Linked DNA regions of Sus scrofa: region 2 is linked to region 1. Evidence: chromatin contacts called from public Hi-C data. All regions are on one chromosome and are shown on one strand. The core of a region is the stretch at or near the end of the contact, and the rest is flanking DNA. Distances in the headings are between cores, read along the strand shown. Region 1 holds the start of ZNF529 (zinc finger protein 529). Region 2 holds the start of ZNF829 (zinc finger protein 829).

Evidence for each region. A called contact is a pair of places that touch in the nucleus more often than the background predicts.
Region 2: a contact with region 1 is called in a Hi-C map of liver, with 3 times the contacts expected there. The contact joins the promoter of ZNF829 here to the promoter of ZNF529 in region 1. A contact is called at or near these places in 1 of 5 promoter capture datasets (liver) and 2 of 47 Hi-C or Micro-C datasets (epiblast stem cells and liver).

Annotation. Positions count from the first base shown.
Region 1 is chr6:45,810,225-45,815,390 of Sscrofa11.1, reverse strand. ZNF529 (zinc finger protein 529) reads right to left here and starts at 3,086. Exons shown (of 4, transcript XM_013998445.2): 1 at 2,948-3,086. It overlaps LOC110261284 (a long non-coding RNA gene), which reads left to right and starts at 3,072. Exons shown (of 2, transcript XR_002345332.1): 1 at 3,072-3,212; 2 at 3,596-5,166.
Region 2 is chr6:46,119,536-46,124,572 of Sscrofa11.1, reverse strand. It overlaps ZNF829 (zinc finger protein 829), which reads right to left and starts at 3,047. Exons shown (of 6, transcript XM_013998466.2): 1 at 2,771-3,047; 2 at 2,043-2,116. The coding sequence starts at 2,075. It overlaps ZNF568 (zinc finger protein 568), which reads left to right and starts at 3,067. Exons shown (of 8, transcript XM_021097146.1): 1 at 3,067-3,238; 2 at 4,710-4,770.

The DNA.
Region 1 (5,166 bases), core at 1,837-4,336:
GCATATGGAAATCCCAAGGCCAGGGGTTGAAGTGGAGCTGCAGCTGCAACCCATGTCACAGCATGTGGCAATATTGGATCCTTAACCCACCAAGTGAGGCCAGGGATCAAACCCATATCCTCATGGAGACTCTGTTGGGTCCTTGACCCACTGAGGTACAATGGGAACTCCAACAAGTTGTGTTTCTTTGCCATCCTTTGGGAAGAAGAGCACATGGGGTAACTGAATGATTTACCCAATGGGTATGGGAACATTAACTGGAAAGGAAAAGGGTATTTGGAAAGGCTCTGGAAGTGAAAGGGACCCATCTCTGTTGCCCTGTTATTAACTGGGAAGGGAAGGCCTATGAACCAGAAAAATGGACAAGTCTCAATTAGGTAGGGAAGGTGGGGATTTAGATGGCGGAATAGAAGGACTGGAGCTCAACTTCTCTTCTAAAAACAACAAAACTTACAACTAAATGCTGAGCAATCTTCAACCAAATGGACCGGGAACTTTCAAAAAGATATCCTACTCCAGAAGACAAAGAGGAGGCCACCTAAAGAGGTAGGGGGGGCGATTATGTGATATAAGCAACTCCATACCTCCTGGGTGGGAAGCCCCACAGACTGGAAAGTAAATGGTTCACAGAGACTCACCTACAGGGGTGAGAGTTCTGAGCCCCACATCAAACTCCACATCAAATCTCCAAACACATGAGTGTGGGGATCTGGCATTGAAGGCCAGTGGGGCTTGTGTGCAGGAGCTCCAGGGGACTGGGGGAAATAGAGACCCCATTCTTAAAAGGCACACAGACATTCATGTGCACGGGGTCCCAGGGCAAAGCAAAGTCTCCATAGGAATCTGGGTCAGACCTGACCACAGTTCTTGGAGGACATCCTGGGAAAACCGGTGAATGTGGCTTGTTGTGGGGGAAGGACATTGGAAGCAAAACTCCGGATTATTCAGCAGCTGCCTTTCTCTGGAGGTGGCTATTTTGGGAAAATCTGGCTCCACCCACAGGGCTGAGAGCCCCAGGGCAAACAACTATCAGGGTGGGATCACAGCCCCACCCCTCAGTAAACAGGCTATCTAAAGACCCCCCCAGGCACACAGCTGCCTCTAATCCCAACCTGAGACAAAAGTCCCACCCACCAGAGGGATAGGAATCAGCTCCACCTACCAGTGGGCAGGCATCAGTCCCTCCCATACAGCAAGCCCCCTTACCAACTTCAGCCACAAGGGGAGCAGCCATCAGAAGTAAGAGAGGTTACAACTCTATTATCTGTAAAAAGGTCACCACACCAAAAACCTATAAAAATGAAAAGACAGAGAACTATAACCCAGATGAGGAAGAAAGAAAAAAATCCCAGAACAGCTAAGTGATCAGGAGATTCTCAACCTCCAGGACTTTAGATTGTTGAGGCTGAAGATGATGCAAGACATTGGAAATAAACTGGAGGCAAAGATGGATAACTTATAGGCAACACTGAGCAAAGAGATACAAGATATAAAACTTAAACAAGAAGAGATGCAAAATACAATAACAAATAAAAATTCACTAGAAGCAGCTAACAGCAGAATACAGGAGGCAGAAGAATGAATAAGTGAGGTGAAGGACTGAAGTGGAAATTACGGATGCAGAACAGAAAAGAGAAAAAAGATTGAAAACAAATGAAGAGAGTCTCAGAGAACTCTGGGACAACATTAAACGCATCTTTTAGGCAGGGAAATGTAAGAGAAGGAAAGCACATCTTCTAGGATTTGTAAATCAAAAACATATGACAATAAAAAGCAAACACAAACTGACTTTGAATGGGCCACTAAGTAGCAATGCTCTTCACTTCAGGACTTGCGGAACTACAGGTACAAGAAGGGACTTGTGGGACTAAACTTGCTAAATAAGAAAACACTGTCCACCACCAGACATGGCCCATCACTCACCATAAAACAGAAGTAAGAGGGAAACTACAATACGGAGTTTTACCAGTATCAGAGAAAAAGGTAAACATCATCTATGCCCAGAGCTAGAATATATGTTCCCAGCAACATCTAGGGGCCACAGCTCAGGGAATGCTGTGGTTCTGGCCTCCATAATGCATTCAAGGGAGTTTAACCCAGGAAAAACTTCTGCACCTGTGCCCTCCCCCTCAGGTCTTCCCAGAAGCCTATCTTGAAGGCAAGTGCAAGCCTAAACTCTCATCTCATGATTGACCATGTACTTTTCTATTGAGAACTTTCATTATAGGAGGGATATTCGTGACTTTCTCTTTGACGATCATTTCTCTGCAGCTAGATCCAACTGGTTACATGGTGTGAGGACAGAAGAGAATCTAGGGAAACATTCCAAGAAATTATGGAACCTACAATTGGTACCCTGGATGGGTAACACTCCCTTTACCCTCTAAGTTAAGCACTACGCTGGGTACTGGGGGGCGCGGGGATATAGTTTACATATACATATAATTTTATGTATATGTATACATATACATTCTATATCCATAAAAGAAATTTTACCCACTCCTACAAGCTCACTGAAAAAAACAAAACTCCGAACTTAAGCTCACTGAAAGCAAAACAAAACTCCATTTCGTTCACACGTAATAGTCATACTTACAACAGAGCTGTCACAGGACCACGCGGTCGCGGTGTCACACACCCTCTCGGCCACGGTCCTGTAGACCGAGGTCACACAGTAGGCTCCGCCCCTGACAGCCCGCGAGCCCAGTCAGATACCAGCCATGCGAATCAGGGCCCCAAGACCCTCTGACTCGCTCTCGCTTTCTATCACACACGTACGAGTGCGAACTAACACTCTGCAATGACGCCGTCACAGACAATTGCCTCCGCGGCTCATGCACACAAGGCTTGAGGCTCCAGCTGCACACGCCCCATCCGCGCTTTGGGAGCTAAAGGCCTCCTCACCACCTGTCTCTCCCACAGCCGGACCTGGGTCACCTCAACTCACCAGGCATAGCCCTACAAGCGCCGCGACACCGGAAGGGGAGCCAAACGTCGAAGTTCATTTGGGGCTTTGGGGCCTGTGGGAAATGTAGTCCAACACCTAAAAGACATTTGAACCGAACGTGGATCCCACCAGCCGCAGAGACTCCTCCGCGCCCCGCGACCCCTGAGGGTTCTAGGGCGCGCTGATCGCTCGCCCTCGGCAGAGGGGTTGCAGCTGGTGTTCCTTCAGATGCCGAAGTGACGGGTGACTGCCCTTTGCGAGCGAGGTAAGGTCGTGTAAGGAACGAGACCGCAAGCCGAGGAAATAATCGCAAGCCCGGGTCGGGGAGGGCAGAAAAGGGAACCGGAAGCCCGCCCAGCGCGGGCCGAGGAAGCGGACGAAGAAGCCTGGCGCCGGGAAGGCCCGGTGACAGTCAGAAACGCCAGGCCGTGGAGGGAAGAGGGAGCCGGAAACCCGGCAGAGAAGGGCCTGAGAGGGAATCGGGACTCCCGGCGGAGGGAGGCCGGGCTAAGAAGGGCTGAAGCCGCGCGGAGGGAGTTCCAGCGGGAGAGAGCCCAGGAGAGGACTTCACTCGGGACTGTACGTGCGTGTGGGACCCTAGGTCCGTGGTCCTGAACCAGAGGGTTTTGTTGTTGTTGTTGTTTTCAGTTCTGCCCCTAGAGAAAGCCCCGACACCCTGCGAGGCACGTAGTACCGAGGAGCCGTGTTTGACTGCTCTGGTGTGTTCACCGCCAGGAAGTTCCCTGGAGTCCTTTTCCAGACTCACAACAGAGCCAGCCATGGTTCTGATACATGTCCTCGTAATTTAGTTTTGTCAGTTCTGCAATTCCATATGCCTCCTTTAGTTCATCCTCGTTCTGTAAGATCTATTAATGTTGTGTATTTCTTTCTTTTTATTTCTGGAAAGCATTCCATTGTGCAAATGTGCCACAATTTGATTTTTCATTTTCTTCTCTATGAACATTGAAATTTCCAGATTTTATATATTACGAATAACGCTGGCATGTTTCCATTTCTTCTGAGGAAATACCTAAGAGGAAAAAATTGTTGCTAATAGGTTAGGTTTATATTTAACTTTTTAAGAAGCTAACAAATTTGTAGAACGATTAGTTGTGATTTGTGTTTGAGATTGCATGACTATCAAGTGGTTTCCGAGTTTGACTTGGTATTGTTTTATAGAATTATGAGATGGGTTCAATGGAGTTAGGAATGTCACATAGGGCCCATTGAGTTGTGGTTTTGTGAAGTGGGTTAGATTATTGGACACGGAATGTGTCTATACCAAGTCTTATTTATCATGATTTTGTGTGTTCATTCCATGATGACTGTGAAAGTGGATCACTGCATAAGTGATACTGATGAATGACTGAGAAACTCTGTCGGTTTGATTCTGCTTGCAGAATTATGTCTGTTACTGATCAAGTAAAATAGCAGTATTAGATATATCCCAAGGAAATGAAAACAGGATGTTAAAGAGGTATCTGACTCCTGTCTCCACTGCAGCATTATTCCCAATAGCCCAGACATGGAAACAAGTGTTCACTGACAGATGAATGGATAAAGAAACACTAACAGGGGTTCTGGTTGTGTCTCAGTGGTAATGAACCCAACTAGGATCCATGAGGACGTGTTTGATCCCTGGCTCCGCTCAGTGGGTTAAGGATGCTGTGTTGTTGTGAGCTATGGTGTAGGTAGCAGACAAGGCTCGAATCTGGCTTGGCTGTGGCTGTGGTGTAGACTGGCAGTGACAGCTCCAATTTGACCCTTAGCTTGGGAACTTACATATGCCACAGGTTCGGCCCTAAAATAAAAGAAAAAGAAACACGAACACACTGGAGTATTATTTGGCCCTAAAGAAAGAAAGAAATCCTGCCATTTGTGACAAGATGGAAGGACACTGAGGTATTATGCTAAGTGGAATATATCAGACCGAGAAAGGCAAATAATATGTTCTCACTTGTATGAGGAATCTAAACACCACCCAAACTCTTTGAAATAGAGAGTAGAATAATAGTTGTTGCCAGGGGGTGGGAGAAATGGAGAGATGTTAGTCAAAGGTGACAGACTTTTAGGTATAAGATAAATAAGTCCTGGGGGGTGTCTAGTCTATAGCAGGAGTGACTAGTATTAATAATGCTGTTTTTTTATATACTTGGAATTTAAAAGATTAGATCTTAAATCTTATCCACAAGCAAAAAAGGCTAATTTTGCGAGGGGAG
Region 2 (5,037 bases), core at 1,798-4,297, 310 kb before region 1:
CGTAGGCCGGTGGCTACAGCTCCGATTCAACCCCTAGCCTGGGAACCTCCATATGCCGCGGGAGCGGCCCAGGAAATAGCAACAACAACAACAACAACAACAACAGCAAAAAAAGTAATTCGTAAAACAATCCAAATATTAGAAAAATATAATCAATAAAGGATGCATATCCAGGGAGTTTCCTGGTGGTCTAGTGGTTAGGATTCAACACTTTCACTGCTGCAGCCCAGGTTCAGTCCCTGGTCTGGGAACTGAGATCCCACATCAAGTTACTGCGTGTTGTGCCAAAGAGAAAAAGTCAAAGATCCATTATCACAATGAATTCCTATGAATCAATAAGAGATAATCCAAGAGCAAAATGTGTAAAAGATTTCAACAGGCCTATCACAAAGAAGATATGATATACTGATATCCAATAAGCATATGAAATGGTGTTCAATCTCATTATTAATCATGGAAATCCAAATTCAAACCCGTGTGCATATATGTACCTGTGTGATTGTATAAATGAATATTTAGTAGTTCCCACAGTGGTGCAGTGGGTTAAGAATCTGCCTGCAGAGGCACAGGTTCAATCTCACGCAAACTTCCATATTCTGTGGGTAGGGCCATAAAAATAAATGAAATACATATTTAAAGATTTCATTTTTGGGAGTTCCTCTAGTGGCCTAGCAGTTAAGAATTGTCACTGCTGTGGCTTGGGTTTGATCCCTGGCCAGGGAATTTCTGCATGTCACAGGCATGGCCAAAAAAAAAACCCCAAACCATTAAGATTTCATGTCTGACACAACTGATCTGAAGAAAAGGATAAACCATACCTCATGCAAATAAAAAATGTATCTTTGAACAATGGTATTTACAAAGATCAACATAGAAGGATGACACTTTTTAGTGAAAATATAGAATATAAAATGATAAGTATAATTTGATTTTGGAAAAATAATGAAAATACACCAAAAATTATCACTAGTTATTTGAGTGGTCTCATTTTTTCTCGGGAATTCTGTGTTTTTGAAATCTCTAAAATAGCCATACTTTATTTTAAAATCATAATAAATAGTTTTTTGGGTTTTTTTGCTTTTTGGGCCAAACCCATGGAGGTTCCCAGGCTAGGGGTCAAAACAGGCCATAGCCGCTGGCCTTCACCAGGGCCACCGCAACACCAGATCTGAGCCATGTCTGCGACCTATTGCCACAGCTTGCAGCAATACTGGATCCTTTCACCCACTGAGTGAGGCCAGGAATGAACCCACATCCGCATGGATACTAATCATGTTCTTAACCTACTGAGCCACAGCGGGAACTCCATAAATACTGCATTTAAAAAGAAAACTTGGCAAACAGAAATGGACCCATTTTCCAAATACGTAAATATTAGGAATATGGGAGTTATGCACTTCGATAGAATCAATTATACTTTTTTCTGGTGGGAAAATTATAAGAACCTATAATCAAAAGACATATCCTTGGAGTTCCCAACGTGGACCAGCAGTCAGTGAACCCGACTAGAATCTGCGAGGATGCAGGTTCAATCCCTGGCCTCTCTCAGTGTGTTAAGGATCTGGCATTACCCTGAGCTGTGGTGTACGTTGCAGACATCGCCCGGGTCCTGTGTTGCTCTGGCTATGGTGTAGGCCAGCAGTTACAGCTCCAGTTGGACCCCCTAGCCTAGGAACCTCCATGTACCACAGGTGCAGCCCTGAAAAGACAAAAAAAAAAAAAGGGAGAGAGAGGTATCTTTTTTTTCTTGGTCTTTTTAGGGTGGCACCTGCAGCATATGCAAGTTCCCAGGCTAGGGGTCAAACTGGAGCTGCAGCTGCCAGCCACAGCCATGGCCACGCCAAATCCAAGCCACATTAGCAGACACCACAGCTCATGGCCACACAGATCCTTAACCCACTGAGCAGGGCCAGGAATTGAACCTGTGTCCTATTTGTTGGGTTCTTAACCCACTGAGCCACAACAGGAACTCCTCAAGTGACATATCTTTATTAAGCATTAATTTTCAGAAGAAGGAAAGCAAAAAAGAAACTTCAACATACTTTGGACACTGCTTGTAGAAGTTCAGCATGCATTCTTTCCTTCTCTTCTGCTCCTCACTTGGCAAAGGGTAGAACTAGATGAGAAAGTAATAGTTTGAGACACCAGGTTTTTCTGATTGCTCAAACTGGTCAAGTCAGGGCTCAGCCCCAGTCTCAGCCCTAAGCCTCAGCACACACTCAGGGAATGGAGATCAGAGGAAAATGGGGCGTCCCACCCAATTTCAGTGTTTCAGGAGAAAGTTGAGGTTACAGCTGTCGAGGACTAAAGTCTGACCAAACCTCACAGAGGTTTCCTAGAGACAGAGCTGTGAAGTAACAATCGCACAGTTGACAGGAGCCTCCTACCCATAAACGCGGTGCTACATTCATGAGGCACAGACATACTTAAAACAAGGGAACACACACTCCACACCTGCACACATAGAACCACACATGGCAACACAGATAATATACCAAACTCACCATGGAACACATGTTACATTCGCATAGCCGCAGGTATCCTAGTGTCGCGTGGTCACAATCACACACCACCATAGGGACACACGGTCACAACCCCATATGCAAAAGGGTCGCAAAATCTCCCCTTTTTCAGTCCGTTCCGCCCGCACAGGCACAAGCACCAGCCTCCGTATCAGCCTCTGGCCTCCTCAATTTCAGCCTCCTCCAGGTCCCCCAGGATCCCAACCCGCAGAGCTGAACCAGTGCCCCACGGGCCCACGATCGCCCACCTCATGGATCTAACAGTCCCGCCAGGCGTGACGCAAATTTCGAGTTCCTGCGAGAAGAGCGACCGGCCGCTAGGCCCTCTGGGAAATGTGGTCCACAGTGGGCCCCACAGCTGATTTCTCTCAGCGCCCTGCTAGGGCTCACCCTGATCGACTGCCCCCGCAACTGTGAATTTAGTCGGGCCTCAGAGACGCCACGCGCGGTAGCTCGGGCACTCGGGCTTAACCACCTGAGCCGACCAGGCTCACCCCGGTCTCCCTCACACAGGAAACGCCCCCTCTGTTCTGGCCGGAAGTTGAGTCAAGCCGTGAGGCCTTCTGGGAGGTGTTGTGTTGTGGAACGTCCGTTGGGAGGCAGACGCGGTGGGGTGGTTCGACGTTGCCAGCGCCTGGCCCGGGCCTTCCTCGGGTCTCCTTCATCCATCCTCTCGGAAACTGCGCGCTAGATGTGCATTCGGGCGTTTCCGGCAGGTGACGCTGCCGTGTCCCCAGAGCGGGACTTAAGGAAGGGGCTCAAGCCATCTGGGCAGCATCAGCGCGCGGCTAAAGGGGTGGAGCCTTTAAGGAGGCCCCAAGTGTTTGGAGTAGCGGCAGTGCGGAGAATGCTCCTGGAGAGTTGTTGGAGTTCTCAGAACGAGAAACTGTGGTGGAGAGTTACTGTGTGTGTGTGTGTGTGTGTGTGTGTGTGTGAGTGAGAGAGAGAGAGAGATTGTGGTGATGTGAGAGTGATGGGGGTGTGGTTGTGTATGAGTGTGATGGAGTAATTGTGATAGGATGTGTAATGGTGATGTTCGTGATTGTGATTTATGAAAACGTTTGTGGTGTTGTTTGTGTAATTGCTAGGTGGATGTGCAATGTGTGAGTGTGGTGAGGTGTTGGCAATTGTAATTTGTGTAGTGGTTCTTGTCTTGCCTGAGTTGACTTCTGTGTAGGCATAATTGGTAACCGCTTGAAAAAAATTGTATTTGGTTTCAAGTGGTCCTTTTTCCTCATTGCCCACTCTTTGTTAGCCCTCTTTCCTTTGGTGACATTGTCCAGATTTATTTTATTTATTTATTTTTTGGGCCTTCTTTTGGCTTTTTTTATTATATGTATTATTTATTGTCATTATAATAATGCTGCCTGACAAACAGCTCTTAAACTCGGTGGAATACAACAGCAAGCATTTATTTTCTTGTTCATAGGGTTACAGGTCCTTTATGTTCATTTTACCTAGGCTGGGCCTGCCTGGATGGATGGGCTGCAGAATGGATTCAGACCTGCTCCATAGGCGTTCTTTCTGCAGCTCAGGCTAAAAGGACAGTGGTTACCAGGACATGTTCTTCTCATGGTGGATCACCAGAGTACAAGACAGATCTTAAAAGCATCCTTAAAATTTCTTTTCCTGGAGTTCCCGTCGTGGCGCAGTGGTTAATGAATCCGACTAGGAACCATGAGGTTGCGGGTTCAGTCCCTGCCCTTGCTCAGTGGGTTAACGATCCGGCGTTGCCGTGAGCTGTGGTGTAGGTTGCAGACACGGCTCGGATCCCGAGTTGCTGTGGCTCTGGTGTAGGCCGGTGGCTACAGCTCCGATTAGACCCCCTAGCCTGGGAACCTCCACATGCTGTGGGAGCGACCCAAGAAATAGCAAAAAGACAAAAAAAAAAAATTTCTTTTCCCAATCATACTAATATTGGGTTAGCCAAAGCCAGTCAGGTGCCTAAGGTTAACATTAATTACACCCACAGTCAGAGGACAAAGCAAAGTTATATGGCAAAAAGTGTGAATGTATAATCCTGTGAAGAATTGGGACTAAGATTTCCAATCTACAACATGCCTCTTTATCCTTGTGGATACCATTTAGTCCAAGTTCTCTTTTATTTGATAATATTGTTTGTCAGGTTATGTTACTGTATTTTCCAGGAATTTCATTTTACACCCCCTTTATGTCTTTATACTTCAGGTCTGTCTTTTATGAGAGTATATAGCCGGCCTTTTATCGTGTTTGACTGTTATTATAATAGGTGAGTTTAATTCATTTACATTTGTTGTGATTGCTGATAAAAATTTGTTCTATTTTCTATTACGCCTTTTTTCTTTTTTTAGGGCTGTACCTGCTGCATATGGAGGTTCCCAGGCTAGAGGTGGAATCAGAGCTGTAGCCGCTGACCTACCTCATCAGCCACAGCAACGCCAGATCCAACCCACGTCTTCAACCTATACCACAGCTCAGGGCAATGCCAGATCCTTAACCCACTGAATAAGGCCAGGATTGAACCTTTGTGCTCATG